Regions from separate parts of the Rattus norvegicus genome. Here region 1 is linked to region 2. A link is a contact called in public Hi-C data. All regions are on one chromosome and are shown on one strand. The core of a region is the stretch at or near the end of the contact, and the rest is flanking DNA. Distances in the headings are between cores, read along the strand shown.

Region 1 (4,475 bases), core at 1,602-4,101, 48 kb after region 2:
AGGACAGCCACCGGCTGTCCCGAGCACAGTGTGAATGAGCACAGTGTGAATGAGGTCTCTCCCCGCTGAAGTATCTTCTGGCAGATGCCCACCCCATGAGAGGAGGGGAGGTGCTCAGAACTGTGAGCACCACACAGGTGATTGGACAGCCAAGTCCCCTGGGTGACCAATAGGTGGGCCGTATGCACATTTCTGTTGCTCTGGGTACAGGAATTGCTCAGGCCCCATACAGGAGAGAGAAGGACGGCTCAAGACTTTAGCACATGACTTAGAACAGTGTTCATTCTGAAAACACACGCGCACACGTGCACACGTGCACGCACACACATGTGCCTGTGTGTATGAGTCATAGACAGTCCATAAGGACAGGGACATTTGGATTCCACTCATCCCTGGGTCTCTGATTTCCAAATGGATACCGATCACAAGACAACCAACAGCAGCAACTCCAGCCCTGAGGTGCCCTGTCCTAGGTGGTTCTTGCTGTCTACACAAGCTGGTGACTCTGGTCTGGTTCTTTAAAAGCCTCTCTGGAGTTGTTCTTCCCACATTGTCCCCAAGGCTCCAGGTATCCTTTAAGGCTCATTTCCCGTTCCCCTTTCTGCTAGTTCTGTGGCACTCCCCCTGGGTCCCCAATGAAGGAAGGGCAACCTGTTTGGGGTGCTGGCCATGCTCTGGTACGACACCTGCCAGGCTGTCAAAGCGGAGTGCCCACTCCAAATTGCTGAACTTGTAACACAGGGGAAATGTCATGCACTGGAGGACTGTGTTCAGGGGTCTGAAGGGCAGCGAGTGATGTGGGGCGGCCTGGCGACAGTGCTTGCCAGGAATGCTCATTGAACACTGCTCAGGCCTTGTGCCAAGGCCTTGTGTTTCTAGTTACTCTGCTCTTGCCAGCAGCTCAGCAACTGTTTGGTCTTTGCTACACAGACAAGGAGAGCAAGGCTCCCAGGGCCAAGTCTACAGAGCTGAGGCTCCACCCAGGACCTCCCTGCCCTGGAGGATCAGCTCCCCTGCAGGTGCTTGGGTAGAAAGGGAGCCCTAATAGATCCCTGCAGAGCCCAGGCAAGGGGCTTCCACAGCCCCTCATGAGCCCAACAGGATCTGAAGCACTGTAGGTCTTCATTGAGGCAGCAAATTGGATTAGACCCAGACATCTGAGCAGCCTCAAAATAGGAGAGACACGACAGGAATATATAACCCTGGAAGAGGAAGAGGAAGGAAAGGGGCAAGATTATGGCCAGACCACAAGCCCCAGCCAAAAGCACAGAATGTCTAGGAAAAGGCACTCAACCCCTGGCTGAAGAGCCACCGGATCATCTACCCATCATGAACAGTGTTGGAAGAACATATGGAAGGTTCTGGAAGGGTCAGGCTCGGGGCCGGGTAGCTCCAACCAGTCAGGGTGGTTGCAGCCTCCTTCAGCAAGAGGGAAATGGAATCTCTGGGAGACTAAGAAAACCACTCAAAACCACACAGCATGAGGCCAGCCTTGGGCAGAGCAAGCACAGCCCAAGACCTCAGAGTCCACTGAGGCTCACCCACGCATGTCCTTCACAACTACCAGACGTTCCCACCCCTGACTCATATGTCTCCACTGAGGCCCTGACAAGGCTGCTCTAACTGGGTCACCTGATTTCCAGTACAATGATGATGTTGATGGAGGAGGGTCAGCCATGAGTGACAGTCATGTCATGCTCCCTGAGTCAAACTGAACCACACATGTCACAGAGTGGTCTCACAGCACAAGAGCAGGCTCTGTGACTGCTCTTTCCATATGGGAAGATCAAGATATAAACCAACCGGTTTCCCAGTGCTGGGGCAGTCTGAGGTCCCATAAGTCAGGGCAGTCCAGGGTCGTCTGAGGGCGGATGACAAGCAGGAGCTTGTCTATTAGACCTGGTGACCTTTGACCTCAGAGATCCTTTCTCTGGCCACCTCCCCAAAGACACACACATTCACAAAGACACACACACACACACACACACACACACACACACACACACACACACACACATGATCACCTCTTGCTGTTCAGCTGAGGAGTGTGTGAAAGAAAGGGGACCCTCCAAGATAGCTCAGCCACCCACCTTGGCCCTGAAGTGCTACAAACACAGTTAAAGGTGGGAAGTTCCTACCTCAGGCAGCCTCGGAGATGAAGTCCAGTGCCTGGAGATGCTCTTGACTTCTCTAGCCACTCAGTAATGTAAGAGACAAATCTAAGCTAGAACCCTACCTCTGACCTCCAGCCTAGGGCCCTTAGAAACCTGTCAATCAACATAGCTGACTACACAGCCAGGGTCCAGGGGAGATTCCTTCTCTCTTCCTTACTAAGGAGCTTTCCCTAGGCTGAGACATGCCACAGGAGTCAGGGCTGGGTCCCACCTGTCCCATACACAACATACAGCCTCTGAGCATTGACTCTAGCTACTTAACCTTTTCCTCCACCCTTCTGGGCTAAGACATTATCACACAGGGCCCAGCGGAAGGCCCTCAGAGCCAAAATGGCTCACAGCCTCCCTCAGTATATACTGGGAAGAAGCCACTGTGTCCAGACATTGGAAAGGGCTTACTCTTAAAGGAGAAACCATGGCAACCAGGCTACCCCCATCCCCAGAGGATCCTAAGACAAGGTTAAGCATCAAAGCCCAGACAGAAACTACAAAGGGAACCAAGTCAGAGATGAGTACCTCCCCAGCTCCCTGTCCCCTGGGATGACCAGCAAGAGGTAGTGGGGTGCCCTGGGCTCCCAGGGGACCACACAGGGGCATCACCTGGCTGCAACATGGAGTTGTGACGATATGTTCCCTGCAGTCCTACTGGAGACTGGGTCCACGGCCATCTCCTGTTCCACAGCTTAGGCAGCAGACAACAGCTAGGCCAGCAACAGACTGAAACCCAGGGCGAGCCCACTTCCTGTATAGGGGATGAGGGGCAAGGCCCAATGGGAGGTGGAGAGATGAGGGTGATGAGGTAGCCTGAAACTCCACACACACCTAGCACTGATAAGATCTCCTCCTACGCCCAGGGGCAGCCACCAAATGTGGTGGCACACTCACACAGTCACTGTGGTACAGAACCTGAGGGGGCAGGCCCTTCTTTGCCTACACCACCCCCACTGCATCTCACGCATGCTACCCTAACACCATCGTCTTCTGGTCACACACACGCACACACGCACGTCCTAACACCGAAGCCACCCACAGACGCACCATCCCTCTAGGACCTAGAGTCTGGGTATCCTTTTTGCTGATTCCCATTCTAGCCATCCTCCAGCCCCCACTACATGCCTCCCTTTACCTCAGTTTTCTGAAATGCCCTTCACTCAAGCTACCATTTAAAGGTGACCGGTTCTGAGGCGTGACAAGCGGTTTGATGGACACTGATTGGCCCTTCTATCACCTTCTTCTTCTCAGAGTTGTAGGTTCCTCTCTTGGTGAGATTTGGGGGGCTTCAGTTCATGGCTTTTATTTTTAACAACAAAGCCATGAATTTCTCTGGAAAGAATGATTGTTTATTTACATGTAGTATCACAGGGCAGGAGGAGTTCACTGCCCAGGGGACTCCCTGTTTCTGTCTCCCCTTCATCTTGGTTTTAATGCCAGGCTTAGGGCATTAAATATGTCGAGCTTCTGCTTTTTGTAAAAAGAAGGGAAGCATCGCAAGAACTCTGTTCTCTGGACATGACAGCCATTACCATCTTCCTCAGGGCAGCTGTAGCTGCCACAAGAGAACCTCACAGTTGGCCCTGCTGAAGTTCATCCCCTCACAAGGAGAGGAAAGTAGCACCAGACCCTCGCCTGGAGTCCAGCCTCAGCTATAGGTAACTGGACTCAGGGGTACCTCAGGTTAGCCAAAGAAGTGACTCCATCTACGTAGCTTTGGGGATGCCATCGTCCATGCTAGGCTGGGACTTCGCAGTGATACAATTGTTTGAGGGTCACCTGTTCTCATGTAAGCGACCCTTCCCTCCATAAATGTGTACAATAAACTCATAGCTCACCACGCTGCACTCTAGTGGAGCTGTTTCTTTGGTCTGTCATTGGTGCCCTGTCTGGGATATGGGGAAACATAGGCACACACACACACACACACACACACACACACACACACACAATGACCAGAAATCTGGGAATGCTAGAAAGTGGAATCAAAGACCCTAAAAAGGCCCTAAAAAGAGGATTGAGATGAGCCAGGGAAGGAGACACATGGGCTGCCATTGGTAGGGAGGTCACCCCTGCTGTGTGACCTAAACTCGCTGAGCTTCCGTTCACAAATCTGTAAAATGAGATGCTAATTTAGTCTCATAGCAGTGACAAAATCAACTTAAAGGAGGGAAGATTTCTTGTGGCTTTTGGGTCTGGTCTCTGGTCGCCCAGCTCCTGGGGTTTTAGATCTGCCACAGTGAAACACCATCATGGGGGGAGTAGAGGAAAGTGGCTCCAACTGGTCAACCAGGAGGCAGGGAAGGAGGG
Region 2 (4,876 bases), core at 33-2,532:
ATGCGTGGGAGACATTCCCAGATCCCCGTGGACACCAGAAATCCCAGGCCGCGGCAAACACTATCTATACTACGCTCTGCTCATACACATCTGTTGACGTTAAGTCTCTCTTTTGTAAATTGGCTTCTAAAAGAAAGCGGTAGCTAATGAAACCGATTCACTTCTGGAATTTTCCACTTAACTATTTTCCGATCACAGATTACCATGAGAAACTGAGAGGGAACTGATGAAGTACACATTTCTGAACTAATCAGGTTTAACTCCTGACACAGGAATTTAACCCGCAAGTGCTGGTCTGTGTAAAAAGAAAAAAAAAGCCTTGGAGAGGAGAATGGAGGGGAGGGAGAGTCAGAGCCTAACCGCCCTTGACAGATGAGATTGCCACTAGGGGGCGCCCTGGAGCAAGCCCAGCCCCTTTCAAGCTAAGAGGAACCCTATTGATCCATGAGGGTGTTATTATAAATATATAAACTCGGGTTATGGTTACGATAAACTTATGGTTATCATGCATTGCCTTCCTAGGGAAGGGCCCCAAGAAGCATCCCAGAACAAAAGTAAGATTCGGGCATACAGCATATGTTCCCAGGTGTGGCCCTCCAAGTTTCTGACCCCTCCATTCCTCCTGTCCTCACCTCAGCAGCTAAGTGCTGGAGTCAGAAGGTGCTGGGGCACCATGTGGCCTGCCTTGCTCCCCCACTCCACCCTGAAAGTTTGGGGTGGGGGGGCGGAGTGGTCTCGGGCCTCATCCAGATGCACAGTGAGTACCTGTCAATCTGGCACATCAGGAGCTTCCCACAGAGGAGTTGGAGAGATGCTGGGTGGATGGGTGGATGGGCGGAAGCATGGGCGGGAGAAAAGGAGCAGGGAGGGGCCAGGCCTCAATTCAGACGTGGCTTTTTCTAAAGACAAGCTGAGGACAGAGGGCCTGCTCTGTAGTGGCTAGAATATTTGACGAGCACTGCAGAGCTGGGCTCCACTTAACTTTGCCACCAGACAAGTTCTGTGACTTCAGCAAACTTCAGGCCTCAGTAAGTGGTGGCCGCACTGTAGTCAGGAGAGAGCCATCCTCTGCCCCTACCTCCTTGCAGATATTTCAGAGGATCTGGAAAAATGGTTTGGGGCACAGCACCTGACACTGGGTGACTGCAGGTGGCACTAGTCTTCAGGGCCTTGGAGAAACAAAGACCATTTAGAGCCAGGCCAAGCTACAGGGGCGGCCATGGGCCTCTGGAGCCTGTAGCTCTGCCTTATCTCATGACTGGGAGTTAGCAGAAAGGGTCAGGCAGGTCACAGGAGAGTGACATCACGGGAGAGGAAATGTGGGCAGGTTCCTGGAAGGGGGGAAGCCAGCACTGCGGTAGCGCCCAGCAATGAGGTTCTGCGAAACCCAGCAGCAAGCAGCTAGATCTTAAAAGGACAAGAGCCCTCACCACCTGCAGGCCACTGGAGGGCAAGAGGACACCGCCAGGACAGCAAGACAGCAGGCAGATCTGGGAGAAAAGAAAATGGACAGACAGGGTGGGGACCAAGGGTGCCCAGCCAGGGGAAGAGCCTCTTGTCACTAGACTGGCACTGGGAGCAGGGTTTAAGCCATCTCTCCCCTGTCCCCATCAATTGCTGGACCAAAGGACCTGGTCTCCCTCTCCCCTCCTTCATCTCTCAGGCCCCTGCTACCCACACAGCAGATTTTCCAGGACACACTCTTCAGAGAATTTCCCAACAATGACGTTATCTCTATCAGCCCACAGTAACCGGAGGAGACCAGGCCCCAGGCCTCTGTCGTATACTTCCCATCAAGCCCTACCTTCCACCAGGCACTGTATGGGGCAAGGAATTGGTTCTCTACTAGGGGACCTCTCACTGCCAGGCAGGTGCCCAGGCTGGTAATAGCTCTACTGAGAAATGACAGCCTTCACAGGCTGCCTGGAGTCTTCATGAGGAAACACCACACAGCTGAGCACTCTCCCCCCCACCCTCTCTCTCCCTCTCCCTTTCCCTCTCAACACACACATACACACACACACACACACAGAAACAGAGAGAGAGAGAGAGAGAGAGAGAACACACACAGAGAGAGAACACACAGAGAGAGAGAGAACACAGAGAGAGAGACAGAGAGAGAAAGAGAGAGAACGTGCTGGCCGGTCATGCTTGGGGTGGGGGTGGAGGGGCTGCCTGAGCTCAGTGATGATGTCACAAGCCACAGGGGCTTTTAGCAAATGACTCAGCCTCTGAGCCTCAGGCTTCCCACAAGCTGTGAGGTTTGTCCAACAAGTCCCTGAAATCCATACTTGAAACCAAAATCCATGCTTGGATCTCCAAATGCTAATGGTATTTAGAGGAAGGACATTTGAGGAAGTGATCGGGTCAGGGGCTGCACCTGCTGAATGCATTAATTAGTCTAGCAGACAAAGGAATAGAAGCCATGACGGGTGGCCTCAAGCCCGTTTGTCCCTGCCTCATCTCAAGACACCCTCTGCCACGTTATGACTCAGCAGAAAGCCAGATTCTTAGATCTTGCTCTTAGATTTCCAGCCTTCACAACAAGGAGCTAAGCAAACCTCTATTCTTTATAAACCACTCTGCCTTGGCGATTTTGTTACAGCCACAGAAGCAGGTAGGGACAGGGTCTAGTATACCTCCCTTGCTAGACGGTGGGGAGCACATAGTCCATTTTCCTTGCCTGTGTGGCACAGAGTATGAGTCAGTTAGCAATTGTTGGTACCTTCTTCACCCACCATCTTATTTAGTCCTCTGCAGAAGTGGTCTGTTTTGTGCCCTTTGCTTTGTTTGTTTCTATGTGATAGAAAAGCACTCTTATTTGGGACAACAGCTCTGTGGAGGTCAAGGAATGACTTCCTGGAGTCAGTTCCTCCCTTCCACCCTGTTGGTCCCAGGGACTGAACTCAGATCCTCAAACTTGGCAGCAAGCCTCTTTACCCATTCAGCCATCTTGCATGCCCATTGCTTTTTTTTTTTTTTTTTTAATGACTGCTACTGGGGGCTACGGGGTGGAGGCCAGGAATTGTAAAATGTTAGGTGAGCACTTCATCCTCAGAGCCCATCCGAGCCTCAGCATAAGCAGAAAAGTTCCTGAGGCTGGGTGAGGTAAGTTTTGCCTAAGAAGGAAACAGGGGAGTCAGGATTTGAACCCCAGTCTTCCTGCCTGTAGCTGACCACCGTTGGGAGGGGCTCTACTGTGACCCGTCTGAGTTACCCCAGTGAACTTGGTGCTCGTGTTGAGCACTGAGCTCTGCGACCCACAGCGTTTGGCACAGAGCCAGCCTAGACTAATGGGATAGCCTTGGGCACAGGCTGTTCTCTCTCCCTCTGGCCTCTCAGAGATAGTGATGACACCCAGAGAGGGGTCATGCCTGAAAACGCAGCACCTTCATTCATGTCTGGTCATTGGCCAATGCCAGCATTCCCTGGGCTCTGATGTGGAAATGAGAGGCCAGCACTCCTGGCGTGGTGACCTGTGAAGAAGGTCACCCATGACAACACCTGTCCCCATGAGGACCTTCTGATCCCTAGGTGTCTCAGGTTTATGTCACAGAGTGGCCACTTACTACAACAGCACTGACCCACATCACACCATGGATATTTTACCTCCTTTTTGTCACTGTCCCCAACAAATAGGAAAAAGAAGCTTTGTCACTCCCTGCCACCCTCTATCTAGGATAAGATCAACCAACAAGCAAATGGGGCTAAGCAGTATCGTCAGTTGCTGGCCATAGGGGACTGTCCATCTTCATCCTCCTGGCTAGTCTCTCCCCCCGTCCCCCGACACACACACACACACACACACACACACACACACACACACACACACACACACACCTCACTTCACAGCTCCCTCTGTCCCCTGCATGTTCTTAGCCACGAGACCAAGCAAACAGGTGGATGCTGCAGGGAGCAGAAATGCACAGGGTGACCCAAGGGCTGCTGTCCCTGTGGAAGCCAGTGGCAGCAAAGACAATGGTGTCCTCTGGCTGTAGGGGAGTGGGAGAAAGGTCAACAGTGCCTCCATGTGCTCTCAAGTGTCCTGCGGACTGTTCCCACAGTTGGTGGAGCCGTGTTAGGGTGCCCTGTGCCCCATCCCCACAGTTAGTGGAGCCATATGGTTCCAGACGCCAAGGCAGCTCCACCATTTACCCTAACTGGGATGGACAGGATGAGAGGAGGCCCGCTGAGGCCTGCTGGACATCGGGAGAAGCAGGGGCTGGATTAGGGGTGGGCAGAACAGGAGGCACAGTCAGGAGAGGCTTTGCCGGCTTCAGCCTCCACTCACTCTCCTTGGCTACCTCCCAGGGCCAGCTTGGGTTGGGGCTTGGTCCTCATGATGGGGAAGGGGAAGGCTACCTCCTGTTCTGGATCATCCACTGGCCCTGAGTACATAGTAGGTTGTACTTCTGCCTCCTCAGTGCATAGGCGTCAAACCAGAGTGCCAAGCCATAGTCCAGAGAGGGAACCTGGGAAAGAGTGGGCAAGCCTGTGTCACACAGCAGGTATGGGTGAGCTGGGGCACCTGCCTGCTCAGATATGCAAGCCCCCACCTCCCACTTTGCACTTAGCCTATGAGGACTTGGGGTGTTGCCCCTCCTGCCCCAGGTGCTGAAGCCCTACGGATTGCTCTGGGCAGAGGGCAGGCTGCAGGTGGAATGAACCTCACCGTGAGATGCCAGGAGCAGTGGGTACTGGGCGAGTAGTAACTGGGGTAGTAGGGTGTACGGAGGAAGCCCTGTGGATCCAGCCGGCCTTCCAGGGTCAGGTTCACCTGGCAGTCTGAATCCAAGAACAGGTATCAGGCTGGGTCCCTTGGCCCTCCCCATAGTGCCTCACTGCACCTACCAACAGCAAGCTCGGAGCCCAACAT

Evidence for each region. A called contact is a pair of places that touch in the nucleus more often than the background predicts.
Region 1: a contact with region 2 is called in a Hi-C map of liver, with 2.4 times the contacts expected there. The contact joins the promoter of Il2rb here to the enhancer-like site in region 2. A contact is called at or near these places in 3 of 12 Hi-C or Micro-C datasets (kidney and liver).

The regions. Positions count from the first base shown.
Region 1 is chr7:111,925,686-111,930,160 of GRCr8, forward strand. It overlaps Il2rb (interleukin 2 receptor subunit beta), which reads right to left and starts at 2,852. Exons shown (of 10, transcript NM_013195.2): 1 at 2,775-2,852.
Region 2 is chr7:111,879,444-111,884,319 of GRCr8, forward strand. It overlaps Tmprss6 (transmembrane serine protease 6), which reads right to left. Exons shown (of 19, transcript NM_001130556.1): 9 at 4,673-4,785; 10 at 4,363-4,472. It also overlaps a transcript of Kctd17 not described here. Among named protein-coding and RNA genes, the nearest start is that of Tmprss6, 20 kb to the right of the region's middle. Within about 2 kb of position 1,283, at least 13 of the 93 cell types and tissues checked have an H3K27ac peak or open chromatin away from gene starts, as enhancers often do. A contact at or near this core is called in liver, where this site is marked.